Regions from separate parts of the Hordeum vulgare genome. Here region 2 is linked to region 1. Evidence: chromatin contacts called from public Hi-C data. All regions are on one chromosome and are shown on one strand. The core of a region is the stretch at or near the end of the contact, and the rest is flanking DNA. Distances in the headings are between cores, read along the strand shown.

Region 1 (4,123 bases), core at 827-3,326:
CAGATTATTTTCGGATGCACACATTAGAGGAGAGGAAATAGAATGGACAAACAAATAGATGGTGCCACTGGTGCTTGTGAAGCTATGCAGAGAAGACGAGAGAGATGATAGCCCAAAAAATGGGATGTGTCCAGGCCCTGCGGGCCTGCATTAGCCCATCGGTGTTTATTCCTAGGGCTATTATCAAGTTTGTTGAAATCGTTTCTGAAAGTTTCAATGGGGACACAAGACAAAGATGTTACTCTGTAAGGTCTTAGTACTGTCAGTGCTAGCGATGGATGACATGCATTATCTATTTGTGGGCAACAACCTAAACCCCATTATGAGGTGCACCATATCTTTTTCTTGCCTCTGCTATATGTAACTTGTAGGGCCGTTACCCTATTTTTCCTTTTTGTTACAATATTTAGTTTTGTACCATTGATGTGAACTTTGGCTACTGCAGCATGGAACAACTGTACCGCAAGACATTGTACATATTTGGTGGAAGTCGCAATGGGCATTATCTTAGTGACCTTTAGGTTTGTGAAGCTAATGTGATAATGCATCATGTCATATAATTATGCATCCTACTTTAGTGTTAGCTCATACATGGGGCTATATGAGCAAATTCTTGCAAAAAAAATCTATTTGTTTGAGATAGCAATAGTACAAGATGAATACCGACGTTACAATATGTTTTCATTGGTATGATATTTTCATAAAATTACTTTTAAACTTACTAGCTTTTCTGTATGCATTACTTTCCCTTCATGTGGTAAGGGCTGGATAAATGGAGTCAAATAATTAAATTCTGGACAAAGAGAAATGCAATGTTTGTTCCCTTAAAATAGGTTATGTGTCTGCCTACCTAAAATTGCAATGTTTGTTCCCTGGACTAAGAGAAATGCAATGTTTGTTCCATGGACATTGAAATTCAACAGAACTTCATCTTTTTATTATTATGTGCCTGGCTACCTAAAAAAAGATTCAACCAAATGGTTACAATTGCAACACTTTACATCACTTAATAGGTACCACTTGATTTTAAAATTATGTGTCTTGACTACCTAAAAAAAGTAATGGTGGTCTAGCTTTTGAGGTTTTGAGGCAACCTAACAAACATTACCATTATTTCGACAAAGTAAAAGTTACTTCTTTATTGAAATATATTTTATCGTGGTTGTAGGATTTTTCACTTATTCTGTTTCTGTCATCTCTACATTTGGTGTTTTGATGTGTCTCAGATTTTGTGTCTCATCATCAAAAGATACGTACACTAAGCATTGGAGTTTGAATGGGACACATTTGACGTGAGAGGAAGATATGTCTCTCATGCAACGAGGGGTGGGTTGTCGGTGCGGTAGCTCAAGATACTGTACAAGTTATAACATACTCCCTTTGTTCACATATATAAGATATTTTAAATATTTCAATGCGGCCTACATAAGGATTGAAATGAGTAGATTTGGTCTATCAAGTTATGACATCTTATATTTGTGAATAGAGAGAGTAGATTTCATCTATCAAGTTTGACCAAATTATGGATCTTAATGTTTGCTTGGCTTTCACCACTTATTAATGGCTTTGTTCGCAGGTTTTTAATGTTATTTAGTACAATAGATACCTTATTTTTACTCTTTTTTGTCATGGTACGTTATGTGGCTTGGGATGGGTAGTAGAAAGACCCTAACCTGTCTCACTAGATGAGGGCAAAAGAAGAAAATGTTCCATGGAGAGGAAGAGTGGGTGGTGCTTGGTTGTTGTGGAAAGATAAAACCGGAAAATAATATCAATATTTGACATGACACATTTATAAACCAGAGGCATGCATTGCTTGGCATCTGTGTTTATTTTTTTATCATTTCATTAATATCTAGCATCTTTATATTGTCCCATGACAACGCATGGATATTCAACTAGTTTTTAAAATAAAAATGAGAATGGACGTGACCGAATCGAGGGGACTAGGGCAAAGCAGCCGCTCGGTGTGGGCGGCTGACCCTGACCTCACCTCACCTCACCCTCCCGAAGCGTTTTTCCTCGCTCGCTCGCTCATCCCCTCAAAAAGGCCCAAACACTGTCGCGCACAGCTGCGCTCTCGTCTCGCCCTCCCTCCCTCCCTCTCTCTTGCGGCGCCCGCAGGCCGCAGGCAATTCGGCGGCGGCGTTCCGAGAGCGGCCGGCACCGGCCGATCTGCAGGTGCGTCTCCTCCTCCTCCAACATCCCCACCCCTATCCCTGCAAGCTGACCCGAGCGCCACCGCCGACGCCTCGTCAATCACCCGGCCAAACCCCGCGCGCGTCGCTCTTCCCTTTCCGCCTCATTTCCCGCCCCGCCGTCTCCGCCCCGTTCCTCAATCCTAGACATCGGTTGCGGAGGCATGAACATTTCGGCCATTTCATCCAGTGATGATTTAACCATCACAAATTCTGGCGCGCTGCGCACCGTCCAGATCCGCCCCTGCAAGTAGTTCGTTGCCGAGGAACCCTAGCTTGCTCGAGCAATGGGGCCGTGTTTTTCGCCTTTCGTTTACCGTGAGGAATCCGTATTAGTTTCTTTTTTTGACCAGCAGCTTCTAATCCCGCGCATATGGAATCCATTCCGCTCTGGCCGCTGTCCTGTTCCGTGAGAAAAATGGAAAGACGATGCCGCCGCTAATTCCACCATGTTCCTGGTCATTTTAGGGTTTTTTCAGCAATTTCTAAATCTCGCGTAATTGTGGGTTCAATTAGGTCCGCCCCGCTTACGGTTCTTGCTTGGTCTGTGACCGCGCGCTAGGTTGATGGATTTTATATCGGTGGGTGGGTTTTGTGAACGCCAAAAGAAATGGCTTTTGGCGCGTTTGCCCCCCTGCCCTAGGTTGGCAGAGTCAATTTTAGGGATTCAACGTCCTCTCATCTCACTTTAGATCTCGCTTATGAATTCCATCCTGTTCTGGGCTTCTGTCTGCTGCCCTGTTACTTGAGGTAAGAAGATATTATGTCTGATTCTGGCGCTAGTTCTGCCGTGTTCCTGGCCCTAGTATTTCAGTGCCAGCAGTGCAATCGAGTTGAAGTTGTTGGAGGACACAAGTTGAGATGAAATTAGACATAAAACTGCACAATATCTTGTTCATGGCGCAATTACTCGCCTAGCATGATAAAAATGATGTACTTTGAATCAAATGTTTCAGGCTTCTTCCTTCTTCCATCTGTTGCTCATTTCCCCCCTGCTGTCTCCACTCTGTCCGCAATCTTAGACCAGATTTTGGAGGTATGACAAATTAGTCATCTCATCCAGTAATAATTTTAATCGCAAACTAACCTGCACAAATTCTGGGTGTGCACCATCCAGATCCCCCCCTCTAGTTTGTTGGTGAGGAACCTAGCTTGCTTGAACAATCTGGCCATCCTTTTTGCCTTTTATTTAGCGTGAGCAATCCAGATTAGTTTTTTTTGAGCAACTTCTAATCTCGCATATTAATTCCATTCCATTCTGGCCGCTGTCCTGTTCTGTGAGAAAAATGGGAAGAAGATGCTTTGTCCACCCTGGTGCTAATCGTACCCTGTTCCTGGTCATTTTGTCCGCCCTGATGGGTCCCAGTTTTACAATGACTAAACTGGATGATAGCTCCTCCCTCTGTCCCATAATGAGCTATTATATTATGGGACGGAGGGAGTAGAATTTAGTTCAAAAATTTGTTACAAATATGTTCCTGTTTATACAATCCCATACCACCGACGTGTCCCCTAGACTGACGCCATTCCTTGAAATTTTTATCACTTGCTTCCTATAACATACTGTGTATTCTGTAATTCATTAGTTTGATTCTCTGGATCGTGATTGGTACACGGCTTGCTGGATGTTCATATTAAGTGTTTACATGCTGGGAAGAGTTTCTTTCTTTTGTCTCGAGAAATGATCGGATCTGTTTGGACCCAAACATTTTGGTCAAGACCATCATAAAAGGACATCTTCATTACATTAAATGACTTGCTGTACCCCAAGCTTATTGTAAACCATGCAACCCAAGTATCCAATTTTTTTATTGTACTATCTAGCTTTTAAAAGGAAAAAGTAACTAATATGTTCTGACCGATTCTAATATTTCCTGGCAGCGCCTTGTGTTGAAGACTTCGAGACCTTCCTGCTATATTTGCAT
Region 2 (4,625 bases), core at 2,101-4,600, 420 kb after region 1:
CGCGCACCATGAGCAGCACATGGTCATTTCGGCCTGTCATTCTGCCAGTCACAATTCGCACTGACAATGTTGTTGTTAGTGAGTTGATCATCTTTTCACAGGTGATGATCTGGCGTCTGGGACGATGGGCGGGATCGGAAGATTACGGGGGCGCCGTACTGCGGGTGGAGGAGCATCAGGACCGTCGGCGCATGGATGTACTTGGGCGACAGCCGGAACTCGAACCGCTGGAGGATGATGGCCAGCGTGAGCTTGGCCTCCAGGAGCGCCAGGTTCTGGCCGATGCACATCCGCGCGCCCAGCCCGAAGGGTATGAAGGCCGTTGGGTGCTTGGCCGCCCGCGCCACGCCCTCCGCAAACCGCGCCGGGTTGAACTGGGTTGCATCCGGCCCCCACAGCCTCGCGTCGTGGTGAACGGCCATGATCGGGATCAGCAGCTCGGTGTCGCGCGGGATGTGGTACCCGCCAAGCACCACGTCGGACTTTGCCCGCCGCACCGTCGCCACCGCCGGAGGGTACAGCCGCAGCGTCTCGTTCAGGATCATGCCGAGCTGTCAGGGGAATCGACAGCACGCGGTCAGGTCACTCACTGCTATCTGGGAGGAGGCTGGTTTGAAATGATGGTGGAAATGTGCGTGTCAGGGTGCCAGGGAACACGTATGTGCTTACAGTCTTGAGCTTGGCGAGCTGCTCGCGGCAGGGGATGTCGTGCGCGCCGCAGACTTGGAGGACCTCCTGCCGGGCACGCTCCTGCCACTCCGGGTGCATGGCGAGCACCACGGTGGTCCACGTCAGGAGGTTCGACGTCGTCTGCTTGCCGGCGAAGAAGAACGTCTTGCACTCCTCCACGATGTCGTTCACGGTGATGGGGCTGACCGGCTGCCCTCTCCTGCCGCCGTTGCTGCCGGCGTTGATCATGAGGCCGAGGAGGTCCTTGGCGCAGCCTTGGAGCCTCTCGTCGTCCGTGGCCTCCTGCCGCCGGCCGATGAGCGTCACCAGGTTCTTCCTGATCTCCTTGTCCAGCTTCCAGGAGCTCGTGTTCTTCTTGGTCGGCAAGAACCTGTATGTGGTAAGCACGTACGAAACAATCTTACTAATGTACATTACAAAAGTAAAAAAAAAATCAGAGTAGTCAATTAATTACAGTGATCGTGGTTAATCAAGTAGGTACCTGTATCCAGGGATGAAGACCTTGCGGAATGCCTCGGAGGCAAAGGCCATGAGCTGCGACTGGAGCTTGAAGACGGCCTTGCCATCCTCGTAGCTCCGACCGAAGGCCGTGCGTGTGATGGCGTCCTCGGTGACGATCTGGAACCAGTCGGACACGTCGATCTCGACCTCGCCGGACGCGGGGTCAGCCATGGCGCCCCACTTGTCCACCATGTCCACCACCGTCTTGCCGATGAAGGGCAGCAGCATCTGCGGCGTGGCCATGCACGTCAGCAGCAACCAACTACAACATCACCCGCCATAATGCCCAAGGAGGCAAGGGCAGCAGAGCCGTTTTGGTAAAGGAGGGGACCGAGCGACCGACCTTGAGGTTCTCCATGTGGAAGGTGGGCGCGAGCACCCTGCGGTGGTGTGCCCACTTCTCCCCGCGCAGGCTGACGAGCCCCTCCCCCTCGAGCTGCCGCACCATGGGGTGCGACTCGTAGCGGTCGAAGTGCTCGGCGCGCGAGAGAAGGATCTCCCGGATGAGGTCGGGGTCGGCGACGGCGAGCCGCGGCGTCGGGCCGAACCATATGAGGAACGTGGAGCCTGTGAGCAGCAGCAAATTAAGTGGCCGTGAGCGACAAGCAGGCAAGCAAACAAGGGGATCAATGATTGACCAGGGAGGCCATGTTCCGCCACATCAGCATCCACCAGCTGCCAAGGCGGCGAGAAGGCACAGGCTAGCGGGAGAAGACGCTGGCATGGACACGCCATGGGCACAAAAATACACACATAAATACATGCAGCAAGGTTACCGGTACTGCTAATCAAGCTGCAAAAAATGGCAATGCGGCGTGAACGCACAAGGCACCAGCAGAAGACGCTGGCATGGCATGGGTACATACATGTACATATACGTAGAAAATTGCAGGCATAAATATACATACATACATACATACAGCAAGGCGGCAAAAAAATCATGACCCAGGCAAGGCAAGATCAGTCGAGTTTCAAGAAGTAGTAGTAGTACAAGCAGGCAAGCAGAGGAGGAGCAGTGGCAAAGAAGGACTGCGACGGGGCAGCGCAGCAGGAGCAGGGGATGTGGATGCGAATGGGAGTAAATGGGAATGGCGACGGACGGTGGCCGGCCGGGGAAGGGAGGGAGAAAATGAGATGTGTAGGATAGACGACCCCTGGGCGTGGCCACCTAACCGGGCTGCAGCCGGGGGACAGCGATAACGAGAGACAACTACGGCAAACCACTCCGACAAGCCAAGCCCAGGCGCTCGACATGCCACTTAATGCATGTCACTCCGAAGCGGCATTTCGGGAACAAGACGCGCTCGACAGCAGCTGTTGCAAGTTGTTGCCGCTGCCTGCCTGCCCGCCCGCCCCCGCTCTCCTCTCTCTCTGTTGTGCTTGCCGCCGGCGCCGATTCTCCCTTCCCTTGATTTTCCTTGTGAATTTTGGTTTCTTTCCTTGTTCTCTTCATCATTCATATTAAAGATGAAGGGAAAAAGAAGCTTGTTGGGAGGAGATCAAGCAAGCAGAGGAAGAAGCAGAGTGTGCCGAGGAAGACGAAGAAGCAAGGCCATGGGAATATGGTGTATGTGCTTACCGTAGATTTTCTTCCAGTGGTGGTAGAAGGCGAGGACGCGGGGGAGGACGTTGTGGGAGCGGTAGGGTGGCGGCATTGGCTTGGCGGAGGCGGCCACCATGAGCGCCACCATCTCCCTGACGCACCCGATGAAGAAGCGGTAGGGCGGGCCCCTGATCCCCTGCCGCGCGAAGTGCTCCTCCACGCGCCGCGGCCGCCACCACAGCACCTCCATCAGCTTGGCCGCCACGTACGCCACCGCCGCCACCGCCGCCGCCATCCACCACCAACCAGTCATCCGCACCGCACAGCACCAATACCAAGTGTATGTATCTGTATATCCCCTCCTCTCGCCTCAGACACTCACTCGTCTGAGCTGTGCCGTCCGTCCTCACTCCTCAGAGAAGAAGAAAGAAGGAAACAGAGGAGGAGGTCGCGTGAGGTGGCAGGAGTGGAGACGTGGTGTGGTGAGGTGAGAGGAGAGGAGAGAAAACGAGGGTGGATTTATATAGGGGAGCCAGGCTCTGGCTCTGGACCAGCAGTCTCTGTGTATGTGTGTAGTAGGATTAGTATTATCATCGCTGAAACTGAAAGCGTAGGATGGATCCATCCATCGGTTTCGTTCCATTTAATCTAGATAGAAGGTGGGGAGGGAGGGGGCACAAGGGTAAAAGCAGCGTGATGGCAGAGAGCGAGCGAGAGGGACGTGATGTGGAGCGAAGCAGGGCCGGCGCCGTTGGAGCCGCCGTCGCGGGGATTAATGGCGGGGTCAACCCAAATTGGCAACTTTGTTCCCTTTCGTTTTGGCCTTCTCACTTCTCTCTCTCTCTCTCTCTCCAGCCTCACTCAATCCTCGGCCTTTCTCTCTCTCCTGGCCACCTGTAACACCGCACCAGCACTGTTCCATTTTCACCGCTCCGCTGCGAAAATTTGCCAGTGCGGTGCGCGCAGCAGCAGCAGCGGCGCGCTACAGAGAGGATTCTCTTCTCAGCATCCTCGCCTCTGATGACATGCTGCCGTGCCATCCGTCCTCACACGTACTCACATGTACTCCGTTCGTTCCTAGAGCAACTCCACCCAATAGATTTCGTTCGTTTGGGTCGCCTGCCGACTTTGCGTCCTTTAGGTTTATGATTTGGATGCAGCGTGTCCAACACATCGACTCATATTTATCTGTGTAACCGGCTAACCATCGATTTTCAACAAATACAAACAGTTTGCATATTTTTCAAAAACAAATGATATAGGATAGTTTCACAATAGAAAATAAAATATAGCAAAGTTTTACAAGCCCAATAAAAATTAAACTGTCTACAAAATACACTTATTGATTGCCAACATGATCCCACATATGCTCAACCAAACCATCTTGCAATTGAATATGAGTATTCAAATCACGCATTTCATGATAAAATTGGATGAACTGTGCAAACGATGCCGCTTCTCGCCATGCCGAGGCATCTATTGTCATCCCGAGACTCAAACCCTTGATCATGGAGACGTTCCGGACGCTCATCCTCTGCATGATCACACAAGCAGTCATCACTTCTCACAACTGCTTGGTGCTCCAAGTTCTAGCAGGGTACCGAACTATGCCTCATCGAGATTGCAGAACACCAAAGACACGCTCGACATCCTTCCTAGCACTCTCTTGCTCTTGGGCAAATTTTTTCCTCTCCTCTCCAACAGGGTTGGAGAATGTCTTCACAATAGTGGTTCACCGTGGATAGATTTCGTCAGCTAAATAGTATTCTTTGTTGTAGTTGTGATCGTTGATGTTAACATTGATGGTCGGGCTATTGCCTTCGGCGAGCCTTGCAAACACCGGCGATCGTTGAAGCACGTTGATATCATTGTGCGATCCCAAAGAAAGAAT

The links. A called contact is a pair of places that touch in the nucleus more often than the background predicts.
Region 2: a Hi-C map of leaf shows a contact between it and region 1, with 4 times the contacts expected there. The contact joins the promoter of LOC123443033 here to the promoter of LOC123443032 in region 1. A contact is called at or near these places in 5 of 6 Hi-C or Micro-C datasets (leaf, seedling and an unstated tissue) and 1 of 1 datasets of contacts at active chromatin or transcription factors (embryo).

What each region holds. Positions count from the first base shown.
Region 1 is chr3H:75,158,166-75,162,288 of MorexV3_pseudomolecules_assembly, forward strand. LOC123443032 (cylicin-1) reads left to right here and starts at 2,077. Exons shown (of 12, transcript XM_045119256.1): 1 at 2,077-2,181; 2 at 4,080-4,123.
Region 2 is chr3H:75,579,092-75,583,716 of MorexV3_pseudomolecules_assembly, forward strand. LOC123443033 (cytochrome P450 734A6-like) reads right to left here and starts at 3,351. Exons shown (of 5, transcript XM_045119257.1): 1 at 2,771-3,351; 2 at 1,535-1,758; 3 at 1,172-1,419; 4 at 670-1,060; 5 at 18-551. The coding sequence starts at 3,047. The coding sequence ends at 96.